2 separate regions of the Pan troglodytes genome follow, and region 1 is linked to region 2. A link is a contact called in public Hi-C data. All regions are on one chromosome and are shown on one strand. Each heading gives the region's core, a stretch centred on a gene start, on an enhancer-like site or on the middle of the called end of the contact. The rest is flanking DNA. Distances are from core to core; before and after follow the strand shown. Region 1 holds the start of LACTB2 (lactamase beta 2). Region 2 overlaps NCOA2 (nuclear receptor coactivator 2).

Region 1 (5,825 bases), core at 1,974-4,473, 520 kb after region 2:
ATTCATTCAGCAACTGTTTACTGTTCTACCTGAACTGTGTACAAGGCTCTGTGCTAGGTGCTGGGGATATAGCCATGAATATGCTTTCACTGAACTGATGTTATAGTGGGGTATGAAGGTGTGGAAAGACACTAAGCTTCTTGTACAAAAAAATCATTTCATTATCATTGAGATAAGGACCATGAAAAGTATGGAGTGTCCCTAATACAGTCTGATGGGTCAGGGAAGACTTCCATGAGGAAATGGTATTTAAACTGTGCTCTAAAGGACGAATGAGATTAGCTGGGTAAAGAAGGGAGGAATGAGTGGAAGAAAGAGGAAAGCATGCGTGAAGGCCCTGAGACAGGGAATCACAAACCTCATCTGAGACACTAGAAGGCCAGCATGGCTGGAGTGGGAGAGGTTTGAGAGGAGCCTGATAAGACTGATGGAGGCCAGAATACACAAGGCCTTCCAGTTTTAATTCCTAAAATACCACTCAGGCTACAAAGGGAAGATTGGATTGAAGAGAGACAGAGGTAGTCGTACAGAAGCCAATTAGGAGGCTATTACAGTAGCCTAAGCAAGAGTTGTGCTGGCTTGGACTGAGTGACAGCAGGGGACATGAACAGATCTTCATAATGGCTTGGATATGCAGTAGGAAGCAAATAAATGTCAGGAAGGGTATTTAGGCATTTCCTTTGATGGCTTTGTTTATCAAGATATGAACAACTGGAGGAGGACCTGGCAGTTTTCTGGAAAGGTTATGAGTTCAGTATGGAAAACACTGAGTTCCTGGCAGCAGTGAGTCATGCAAATAGATTTAAAAGTTGGCTACTTGAGTCTGAAGATCAAGTTTGGAATTTGAACTTGAGCTATATATTTGGTAGTTAATAATAAACAGATAATAAAGGCAAAGCCAAATAAGTAGATGAGATCACCTAGGTAGAGAATACAGTAGAAGAACATGAGAGATGAGGATTATATACTGAATAACTAAAATAAAGATTTGATAAAGAAGGTGACTCTATCAAGGTGAAAGAGAAAGAGCAGCTGAAGAGGTAATAGGAAACCTGAAGAATGTGGTGTTGGCAAATTAAGGAGGGAGTCGTCAATGGTGTCAAAGCACTGAAGTTCAAGGAAGATGAGAACAGAAAAATACCATTGGGGTTAGTGATACAAAAGCCGCTTGTGATCTTAGAACTGTTTTGTGAAGCGGAACAGGTGGATACCAATCTCAGAACATCTGACAAGGGGCCAATTAATATTAACTTCTAGCCACCTTTTACTTTACATCTTTTACTTTATACAGTAGCATTATCTACACTTATTTCTAGCTCAACTATATGGACTCTCTAGTTCAACTATATGGAGAAATAATTTACATAGTGCAAGTAATTCCACTGGCCATTCCACTCCATTAATTTACGTGAGCAACAGTGTTAAGTAATTTAAGACGAGAGACTATAAATCTGCTTTTCCCTCAGTTAGTCTTTAAGTCTCTCTTAGCACTAGCACTTTGCTATGTTGAGTGTGATTCTAGTGTTTAAAGATACAGTATGTATTTTTCATACAATATAGCCCCTAAACACAAGCCAATTTCTTCACCTGGTTTTCAAACAGATTCAGCCATCTGTTTCAATGCTGGAAAAAAAGCAGGTTGTGCTGAACTTACTGAGACAATACACTGATCTCCAACATGGTGTTCTTCTAAGAGACTTTCCAGGGTAATTCTGATAATATGCATCTTTTGTCTGAGGTATTGACTAGTTTAAGATAACACACTGTAGAGAGACCGCCTATGGATTTACTTGGTTGAGGGACTTCCAGCCAAGACAGACTGTACCCTAGAGATCTGGCATTTTTCCTGCTTAATTCTCTATCCTCCTAGATTCTGGTGGCAGCCTAAACCTTTGGTAACTACCTGACCCTGCCTTATTTACTCTTAACTTAATCTTTTACCTGCCCACTTTGCAGGTCTGCTGCTTCTAAAATTCTTATTTACTGGAAAAACGCCAAACAGTAGACACTTCCAAGGAAAACTCAATTAACTGTACTTACTAAATCGTTTTTAGTAATCAATTATATTTTAAACATAATTTATGTCTTGACTGCACAATTAAATTCTATGCTCAAGAGAAACTACATTATCTGGGTTCATCCAGTAAAGACTACAAAAGTTGCTAAATGCCTAAGACTTACTATGCAGTAAACCAAATCTCCCATTCCTGCATAATTCCACTAAAACAGAATGCAGCTAAACAAGAGCAAAAGTATCTTCTTAGAAATACAGGTGTGTTACTGTGTCTGCAAATTAAACTCAAACAAGGTCACACACAATTGTAACAAAAAACTTCCCCAAATTACTTATGTCAGCTCCTCTTATGAGCCCACAGGCTGCAGAGAACCAATTTGGAAGCCAGGAGAATCCTGCCCTCTGCTGCTGAGTTGAGGAAATCGCCTCAACATAATTAATCGCTTTTGAGAAGGGAAGTTACACTCTGGGCAAAACACCAGTGAAAGTCAAGTGAGCAAAGTAAACGCTTTCTTGGACTCTTGACATCCGAATTTTCTCAACAGTTTAAACACGCACACCCTGGCATTCAAACATCAAGAACAGTAAATCGGGTTTCAAAACAGAAGTTGGTTTTTTTTTTTTTTTTCCATTTCTCCCTAAATTAGAGAGCTATCACCTGGGGTGGTCGTATTTTAGCTAGCTTCGAGATCTGAGTGTCTGCGTGCAGTCTCGACGGGGCTGCTAGGCGCGGGGCTGCCCAGCTAGGGACAGGACGCGGCGCTCCCCACTGCCCGCGCAGCCGCGATCAGTCAAAGCCCGGGCTCCGGGGCCGGCTGCGAACGTTGGGGAGGTTGGAGAGGGACGTTTACCTGGGGCCGGTCCCCACTAGGTAGGTGTTGGTGCCTTGGAGGGTCATGGGACCCGGGTTACAGCCCAACACACGCACGACTCGATTGGACAGCCGCTCGACGCGCTGCAGTACAGCAGCCATTCCCGCCTCAGCCGCCCGCCGGCGTGTCGCCTATCTGGATACTCCAGCGCGGAAGAAGCCAACAGGCCGGGGATAGCGAGTAGCGTCCACGTGATGCCTCGCAACCCGGGAGGGAGGGGATTGGCCAGCGGCTGGTCCAAGTGTCATGTGACACCGCGGGCGAGCCGGGGCGGGGATCCGGCAGCTCGGCCGGGGGGTGGGGTGGGGGCGGTGCGGAACCAGAGGTCACGTGACGCCGCGCGGGCTGCGCGGGCAGTGGTGGGAAGGCTGGCGCGAGGCGTGAGGTGGCGTGAGGCGAAGCTGGAATCTGCCTCTGTCACGGGGGCTGGTGCCTCACGGGTTTGTGTCCTAGACAGGCGAGTGGATCCAAGTGGGCGAGAGACATTTTAATCTGGAAGAGTCTTGTGATTTGGGAGACAGGTTTGGTAACCGTTCGTTATTCAGTAATAAATCTCAGGAAGGATTGCCAGATTTTTAGGCAGTGGCTCTCTCTGTGTGTGTGTGTGTGTGTGTGTGTGTGTGTGTGTGTGTGTGTGTAGTAGTAGTAGTAGCCTGTTCATCTTTTTTTTTTTTGAGACGAAGTCTCGGTCTGTCGCCCAGGCTGGAGTGCAGTGGCGCGATTTCGGCTCACTGCAAGCTCCGCCTTCCGGGTTCACGCCATCCTCCTGCCTCGGCCTCCCGAGTAGCTGGGACTATAGGCGCCCGCCACCACGCCCGGCTAATTTTTTGTATTTTTAGTAGAGACGGGGTTTCATTGTGTTAGCCAGGAAGGTCTTGATCTCCTGACCTCGTGATCCGCCCGCCTCGGCCTCCCAAAGTGCTGGGATTACAGGCGTGAGCTACCGCGCCGGGCCAGCCTGTTCATCTTTTATAATAAATAGTGGTAAGACATATTTACTTAGTACTTCCTACTATGCCTAAGTGCTTTCTACAAACATCCGACTTAACGCCCTTAATCCTCAGAACATTATTAAGAGGTGGACACTATTTTTGTTACAAATGAAAAACGGGGATTGGGCGGCTGCCCAGATGACAGAGTCTGCGTGTGCGGCCTTGCTCCTACCTGCCTCGCACTAACACTTGTCCCCCTCAGTGAGATTCAAGGAGCATGCCTCTGCTTGCCAGTGTTACCCGCCTGCCCAGAGAGCTAGGCTGGTCTTGTGGAGCCGTTTTGTGCCCAAGATGGAAGGGACTCATTTTCTCTGTAACAAGTCGGTTTCTAATCAGCCAAGTATTAACTATCCAGTGTTAACTACAGCTTCCCATAAAAAAAGTTGAGTTATAAATTACTTAAAAGAAAATACACAGATCCTGTAGACAGTTCCATCGAGTTATGACAATTGTATGTAATCACTGCCCCAAAGAGATGTAGAACATATCCACTGTAGCAGCCCACTCTTTTTTTTTTTTTTAAAGGTGAGAAATTGACACATACAGTGCTTGGTGGCTTTTTTTTTTCCAGATATTTCTGATGAAGAAAACGATATGCTCTTACCTATTTTATGAATCAGCAGCATAGTGTATCAGAGTGGCTAATGACATCTGCTTTGTGTGTGAGAAATGTCTTTGCCTTGTTTCACACAGTTGTACTTTTAATGGAAAAATATTCAAAAAATCATCGCTGAAATAATCATATAAGTTATCCCTTGTTGCAATGGGAAGTTAAACAGTATACCCTTCAAAAAAATACTTAAAGTAACCAAATCTCCTACATCAGGCATTTCAATCTGTCAATATGTATTTATCATAGCCATCAATTAATGGCTATTCAGGCAGGAAGCTATGCACATCTTCCCTTTTTAAGAACTCTGCTGGAAAGTCAGTGAACCCTGGAGAAGAGGATGGAACAGTAATTTCTGGACCAGATTCCTGAGAATCTGGGCACTCCCCTTCTTTTATTCTTTGGCTTAATTAATTTTCTTACTTAACTTACTTATTTACTTACAGGGTCTGGCTTTCACCCAGGCTGCAGTGCAGTGGCACTATCATAGCTCACTGTAACCTTGAACTCTTGAACTCAAGCGATTCAGGTGATCCCCCTGCTTTGGTCTCCCAAAGTGCTAGGATTGCAGGCTTGAGCCACCATGCCTGGCTGAGATAAACTTTTTAGCTCCCACGTATGAATGAGAATATGTGATATTTGTCTTTCTATGCATGATTATTTCACTTAGCATAATCTCTAGTTCCATCCATATTGCTGAAAATGACATGATCTCATTTTTTTTTTATGGCCAAATAGTATTTTATTGTGTGTATATATCACATTTTCTTTATCCATTTGTTTGTTGATGGACTTTTAGGTTGATTTCATATCTTTCCTATTGTGAATAATGTTGTGATAAACATGCAGGTGCAGTTGTCCCTTTGATATACAAATAGTAGTGGGATTGCTAAATCATATGGTAGTTCTGTGTGTGTGTGTGTGTGTGTGTGTGTGTATTTTATACATCTCTGTACTGTTTTCCATAGCGGTTGTACTAATTTACATTCCCACCAACTGTGTATGAGAGTTCCTTTTTCTCTACATCCTCTCCAGCATCTGTTATTGTCTTTTTAATAACAGCTATTCTAACTGGGGTAAGATGATATCTCATTATGGTTTTGATTTGCATTTGCCTGATGATTAGTGATGTTGAGCATTTTTTCATATGTTTGTTGGCCATTTGTATGTCTTCTTTTGAGAATCGTCTATTCATGTTCTGTACCCTCTTTTTGGTGGGATTATTTGTGTTTTCTCTTGTTGAGTTTGAGTTCCTTGTATGTTCTGGATATTAGTCCCTTGTCAGATGAATAGTTTGCAAATATTTTCTTCTGTTCAGCAGATGTCTCTGCACCTTG
Region 2 (6,055 bases), core at 1,711-4,210:
CTCCCAAAGTGCTGGGATTACAGGCCTGAGCCACTGTGCCCAGCCTTTTTTTTTTTTTAATACAGGGTCTCACTCTGTTGTGCCAGCTGGAGTGTAGCAGCACAATTGTAGTTAACTGCAGCTTTTAACTCCTGGGCTTAAGAAGAGGTTAAGAGATCCTCTTGCCTCAGCTTTCTGAGTAGCTAGGACTGCAGGTAAGTACCACCAGGTCTGGCTAATTTTAAAATTTTTTTGTAGAGACAGTGTCTCACTATATTGCCTAAGGTGGTCTCAAACTTCTTGCCTCAAGTGATCCTCCTGCCTTGGCCCCCCAAAGTGCGGGGATTACAGGCATGAGCCACCGTGTCTGGCTCCCAATAGTAATTTCAAATATATAACTGTATTTGCTAATTAAACCAGTATTTTTTTCACGTTATAATATTCAGACTTAGGAGTACTGCTTTCTCACAGCTATGAAGCTATTAACATCTCTTACATATATCACCAAACCTATACATACGTGGTTTGGATATTAGAACATCACTTCTTAACTGGGCTTTCCTAGGATTAGAATTAGATTAAAAGTGGTTACTCTCCTTAGAAGTTAAAAATTTTAAGTGTGAACTCTGTTGCCTAAAGCAGTATTAAATTAAAGCTGTAGGACCCTGCTTACTTTTCAAAGTACAGCTTCTTTAAATTCTAGACATATTTGGATTTGATATGATTTTTATAGCTAGTTGACAAGAATTTATTGTGTACTAAGCACTAGACCAGCATCACACTGACAACCTATAATTTAACGCTATTAAATTTAATACTAAGATATTACAAATTATAGTAACTTATTACATAACATCAAGTACTTTATTTTCCTGAATTATATAAACATAGTCTGAAATAGCACATTTAAAAGAAAAAGTTCTTAACCATCAATGATAGAAATAAAATATTTTTAAAAATTAGGGCTGAGAATGGAAATTATGTGCGTGCTTAATCATGACTTCCTCAGGTTTGGTTATCAGGTTGCCATCAATAATCTGAATACCACCAGGAGCTACAGAAAGAGGAGAAACCATAAATTCTACACAGTCCTTCATAACCTCCCCTAGGGCTAATGAGCATGGACTGTCTAGTGTGTCTGTTTTTTTTTTTTTTTGAGACTGAGTTTCACTCTTGTTGTCCACGCTGGAGTGCAATGGCATGATCTCAGCTCACTGCAACCTCCACCTTCCGGGTTCAAGCAATTCTCCTGCCTCAGCCTCCCGAGTAGCTGGGATTACAGGCGCCCACCATCATGCCCGGCAAATTTTTTGTAGTAGAGATGGGGTTTCACCATGTTGGCCAGGCTGGTCTTGAACTCCTGACCTCAGGTGATCGACCTGCCTCAGCCTCCCCAAGTGCTGGGATTACAGGCACGTGCGACCGCGCCCAGCCTGTCTAGTGTGTTTCTTACCCAATTCTCAACTCTTTTGACTTCGTGATCTCCCATGATCCACAATTAACTCTCCATTGCCCAAGAAAGAGTGAGTTTTGAGAGGTCACATGCAAATCTTTCGTGTGTGTGTGTGTGTGTGTGTGTGTGTGTGTGTGTGTTCTGAGATGGAGTTTCGCTCTGTCGCCCAGGCTGGAGTACAGCAGCGCAATCTTGGACCACTGCAACCTCCGCCTCCCGGGTTCAACCAATTCTCCTGCCTCAGCCTCCCGAGTAGCTGGGATTACAGGCGCCCACCACCACGCCCGGCCCAAACTCATCTTTCTTTTGTTTTTCCTATTTCAGAATGGTCAGAAATCACTTGAGAAAAGACCTAGCAATGAAAGATGTTCTATGATTTGACTGATGGTTGCCATTTTTGATCTGAGAACAAATGCCAGGTATTGGCTCAAATTGTATCTGAAAAGGAAAAATCACTCTGTTTTGCCAATTTAACGCTGAAGAGGTTATCTATCTTTCATAAATTATGGCCTTGCTACATAACAAATACTTTCTTCCATTCAAGATTATCAGACAACTTCAGGTATTAATCAAGTTTGTAAACTGAGTGTTCATAGTAAACAAGTTTATCCTAAGCTTACAAAACTTTAAAATGAAAAGATAAAAGATGTTTTTTCTAAACAGACAACTTAACTTAGAATACATTTAGAAACGTAAAGTTCCACGTCAAGTGATGTTTATATGAAGATTCCTGAGATAGGGCAAGATTTTTAATGTATGTAGCCCTTTCATGTATAAATACTTTTAGTAGAATATTTTATTATTTTTTTTTAAATTTATTTTTTGTTACTACCAGCTGAGCAGTTTGGGAGAGTAGAATATTTTTAAATAGTGTATTATCCCTAAAAAGTCAGCATAGCTCCCAAATGTTATATATTTCAGTATTTCATTGTCTATTAAACACATAAAATCCAGGATAAACTCCATGTCTGAAGGCAGTCACTGAAATGAAGGGAAATATGACAATCAGTTGAAGAACTTCATCAATGTAGGTCAGTCTCCCTGTCCAGTGCCGATTAAATTAACCCACAAGAGAATGTGAGAGAACCATTTTGAATATTGTTTCAAAAGACCAGGACAGTAGATGGTGCTATTTGATCACAAAAACCTTAAAGTGACTAAGCTGGTTGCATCAGACTTCAATAATCCCTGTTTCTGATAGTGATTATATGGAAATTTCTTGGCATAACCAGCCATTTCTCATACTCACTGCTCTGTGAAATTCGCAGTGCTGTTTTCTGGGCTCCAACAGGTGTGACAGGGCTGTTTTCAGCTGTGAGTTGCATGAGGTCATTGATGATGGCTTGCTTGTCAACTGATCCAGCAGGGGCGCCTGGCCTCGTGTCTGGGAAAAGCTGTGGTAATTGACTATTCTGCAAATCATCCAAAATCTCCTCCAAGTTGTCCAGCTCACTGCCAGGCTGTAGTTGACAAACAGAAGAGTTTATCCAGTCTACTCTAAGAGTAGACACCACAAGCCCATTTGCAATCATTGACCTAACTGCCATAAGGCACCACAGCCAAATAAAATAGGTAGATTCCTGCATACCACAGGCCTAACAGATAATTGATCATCTTTTAAAAAATTAGGTTAACAAAGGACAAGTAATTTAATCTCTTGGTCCTCAATTTCCTCATCTATAAAAAGAGATGGCTGAATTAGAAAGAAAGCTCTCTTCCAGCATTGTGATTTATTGGCAATTTATAAATTCTCCTTTATTTTATGCTTATCATTCAATTAATCATAAGAATATATATTTCCAATTAATTATGAATAGACTATGACTTTGGTCCAGGTCTAGGTTTTATCGTCAAAACTCCCTAAGAAATAACAACAACAAAAAACTGGCATATAATGTAATCCAAATTTGCACCCAATCAGTATTTAACAAACAGTCATTTCCCTTCAGGATTTTTTTTTTTTAATCTTTAAAAGAACACAGGGGTGGGGAGAGAGAAGCAAAATAAGCTTGAAGCATCCATGAACTAAGCACTGCCTTTTCAATTTGAGTAGTCCTTTTTTTCTGCTTGGACTTTCAATTTTGAATGACAATGGCTTTCCCAGTCTTTTGCCAGCTTAGGTAACAAAGGTAGGGAAGCAGGATAAAAACTGGTTGCCCCCCAAACATAGCACTATTAACCTAATTATACGGAAGCTATAAAAATGTTTTTTTTTTTTTTTTTTTTTCTGAGAAAGGGTCTTGCTCTGTCACCCAGACTGGTGAGCAGTAGCGCAAACACTCATCCCTGTAGTCTTGATCTCCTGGGCTCAAGTGATCCTGCCACCTGAGCCTCCTCAGTAGCTGGGACCACAGGCATGCACCACCACCACCATGTCTGGCTAATTTTTTGATTTTTTTTTTTTTTTTAGAGATGGGGGTCTCATTTTGTTGCCCAGGCTGGTCTCTGAGCTCAAGCAATCCTCCTGCCTCAGCTTCCCAAAGTGCTGGGATTACAGGAGAGTGCCACCGTGCCTGTCTACAGAAGCCATAAAAAATGTTTTTAAGTTTTCTCTTCCATTAAAAAAAAAAAAAACAAAATTCAAGCACTAACATAAGCTAAGTATCACCACTATTTCACACTTAGCACTTTTCTGCTAGGAAGCTAAACTGGAATTTATTCTAGATTTTACAGATATTCTTTTAAATATAACCTATCTATGTGCCAGATATTTAAAATCAGATAGTGCATGCTAGGATTGCTTTCTAGTGCAGAAAGTAGTACGAACGATTTTCTTGATGTGTAAGTGGAAAACGTAAGTTAGTTTCCTCAGTCATTGGACTTTGAATCCTTGACCACAACTATTCCTTTCATCTACACTGGCAAATCAAATGAAATACATGGCGTACGTCTAATAATGAGTTACACTGAAAGCAGGATGGCTTACATTTTTATCTGACATACAATTCCTCCCCATGCAGAGGTTGGATATGCTAAGATTTTTGCAACTTACAGCAAATTTAACATCCATATGAGATGTTTTTTGATTGGAAATATTTCTCAAGTTAGGAAGAATAGAATGAAGTGAGATTTTATTTGGTTCTTCTCAGAGACAACTAGCTTAGCAATGATTGGGAGATCCATTTTCCTAACGCATTGTTAGAGCAATTACAAGACCATTTTTTAGCTAGTTTAGCCACTCAATTGTAACAAAAGAGGGAGGTATCTAATACAGGAGAGTCAGTTATGAATTAAGAGCTGGGTTCCAAAGTTAGCATCCTAAAGTACCAACAGTCACAGACAGGTCAAATTATCCTTAAAGCTCTGTAGGAAGGCACCGCACTGACTATCTCCTCCAACAGCAACAGTCTTTCCTCCAGAGTGGCAGCAAATTACTATTTCTTTGGCTGAGTCCTAAGTGAAGTAGTTTATGTAGGGGCCATACTGCATTTAAAAAGCCCATAGGTACATGTTCACACTATTAGAGCCACAAGGGAACCAAAACCCAGCAAAGTCATGTCACCCACCTCATGATCACTCCACTACGGCAGGTATTCATTGAGTTCAATGGTGGGCAAAACTGCTCATACTACTGAAATAACCATTTAATAACCATCTGTTCTTCCAGGAACATAAAACTGACTTTATGTACTTAAAATACATATGTAAAGTTGACTCCACTGTAATCTTCTTTATCATGTTTTGCTGAATGCATAAGGTATAAACTGTTATTCTCAGTATAAACATAGATTGCCCTCCAAGGACAGTGCCTAGAACTAAGTAATGGGCACTGAGTCAACACGATGATTTCTTTTAATCATATTAACACAAACTTGAAAAAATCTTCCCCAAATCAGTAATTCTTTTCATAGGAATTCCTATAATTTCCATTGCTTTTTCAGAAAATGTTTCATAAAAATGTGTGGTAAATTTCCTTACACTTGTCATGAAGATAGATCAGAAAAAGCCTCTAATAAACTGAGAAGGTTATATCTGTTCTATGAAAACCAGTTTCCCTACTACAATGTTGTCCTGTGTTGAGCATTTTTAAAAGGTAGAAGCTCCATGTGTGGGGGTGAGGGAGGTGGGCTATAATAAGTGATGAGTTGCCTCTTGAGAAAGCTCTGCAGATTACTTTTAAGAGAAATATGCAAAATAAATAGGTCCATGTAAACAATAAAAGTAAAGTATGTTATTTCTCAATGGATACATTTATATTTGCTTCCAATCCCAGACATATGTAAAAGGAACTTTTGACAATATATATTAAGAACAGTCTAGACTCACACTTTTCCTTTTTTTTTTTTTTTGGAGACAAGGTCTCACTCTGTCACCCAGGCTGGAGTGCAGTGGTGTAATCTAGGCTCACTGCAACCTCCGCCTCCCAGGTTCAAGCAATTCTCCTGCCTCAGCCTCCCCAACAGCTGGAACTACAGGTGTGCACAACCACACCTGGCTCATTTTCATATTTTTAGTAGAAATGGGGTTTCACCATGTTGGCTAGGCTGGTCTTGAACTCCCAACCTCAGATGATCTGCCTGCCTTGGCTTCCCAAAGTGTTGGGATTACAGGTGTGAGCCATCGCGCCCGGCCTAAATACATTTTTCTTAAGAAAGCCATTCAGGATCTTCTTAGTATCAAAAG

The links. A called contact is a pair of places that touch in the nucleus more often than the background predicts.
Region 1: a contact with region 2 is called in a Hi-C map of stem cell-derived neural progenitor cells, with 5 times the contacts expected there. The contact joins the promoter of LACTB2 here to the enhancer-like site in region 2. A contact is called at or near these places in 2 of 7 Hi-C or Micro-C datasets (induced pluripotent stem cells and stem cell-derived neural progenitor cells) and 1 of 1 datasets of contacts at active chromatin or transcription factors (stem cell-derived excitatory neurons).

The regions. Positions count from the first base shown.
Region 1 is chr7:79,303,623-79,309,447 of NHGRI_mPanTro3-v2.0_pri, forward strand. LACTB2 (lactamase beta 2) reads right to left here and starts at 3,224. Exons shown (of 7, transcript XM_016959565.3): 1 at 2,866-3,224. The coding sequence starts at 2,987. It also overlaps a transcript of XKR9 not described here.
Region 2 is chr7:78,781,216-78,787,270 of NHGRI_mPanTro3-v2.0_pri, forward strand. NCOA2 (nuclear receptor coactivator 2) reads right to left here. Exons shown (of 23, transcript XM_054656809.2): 12 at 2,682-2,892. Among named protein-coding and RNA genes, the nearest start is that of PRDM14, 73 kb to the left of the region's middle. Within about 2 kb of position 2,961, at least 9 of the 24 cell types and tissues checked have an H3K27ac peak or open chromatin away from gene starts, as enhancers often do. A contact at or near this core is called in induced pluripotent stem cells and stem cell-derived neural progenitor cells, where this site is marked.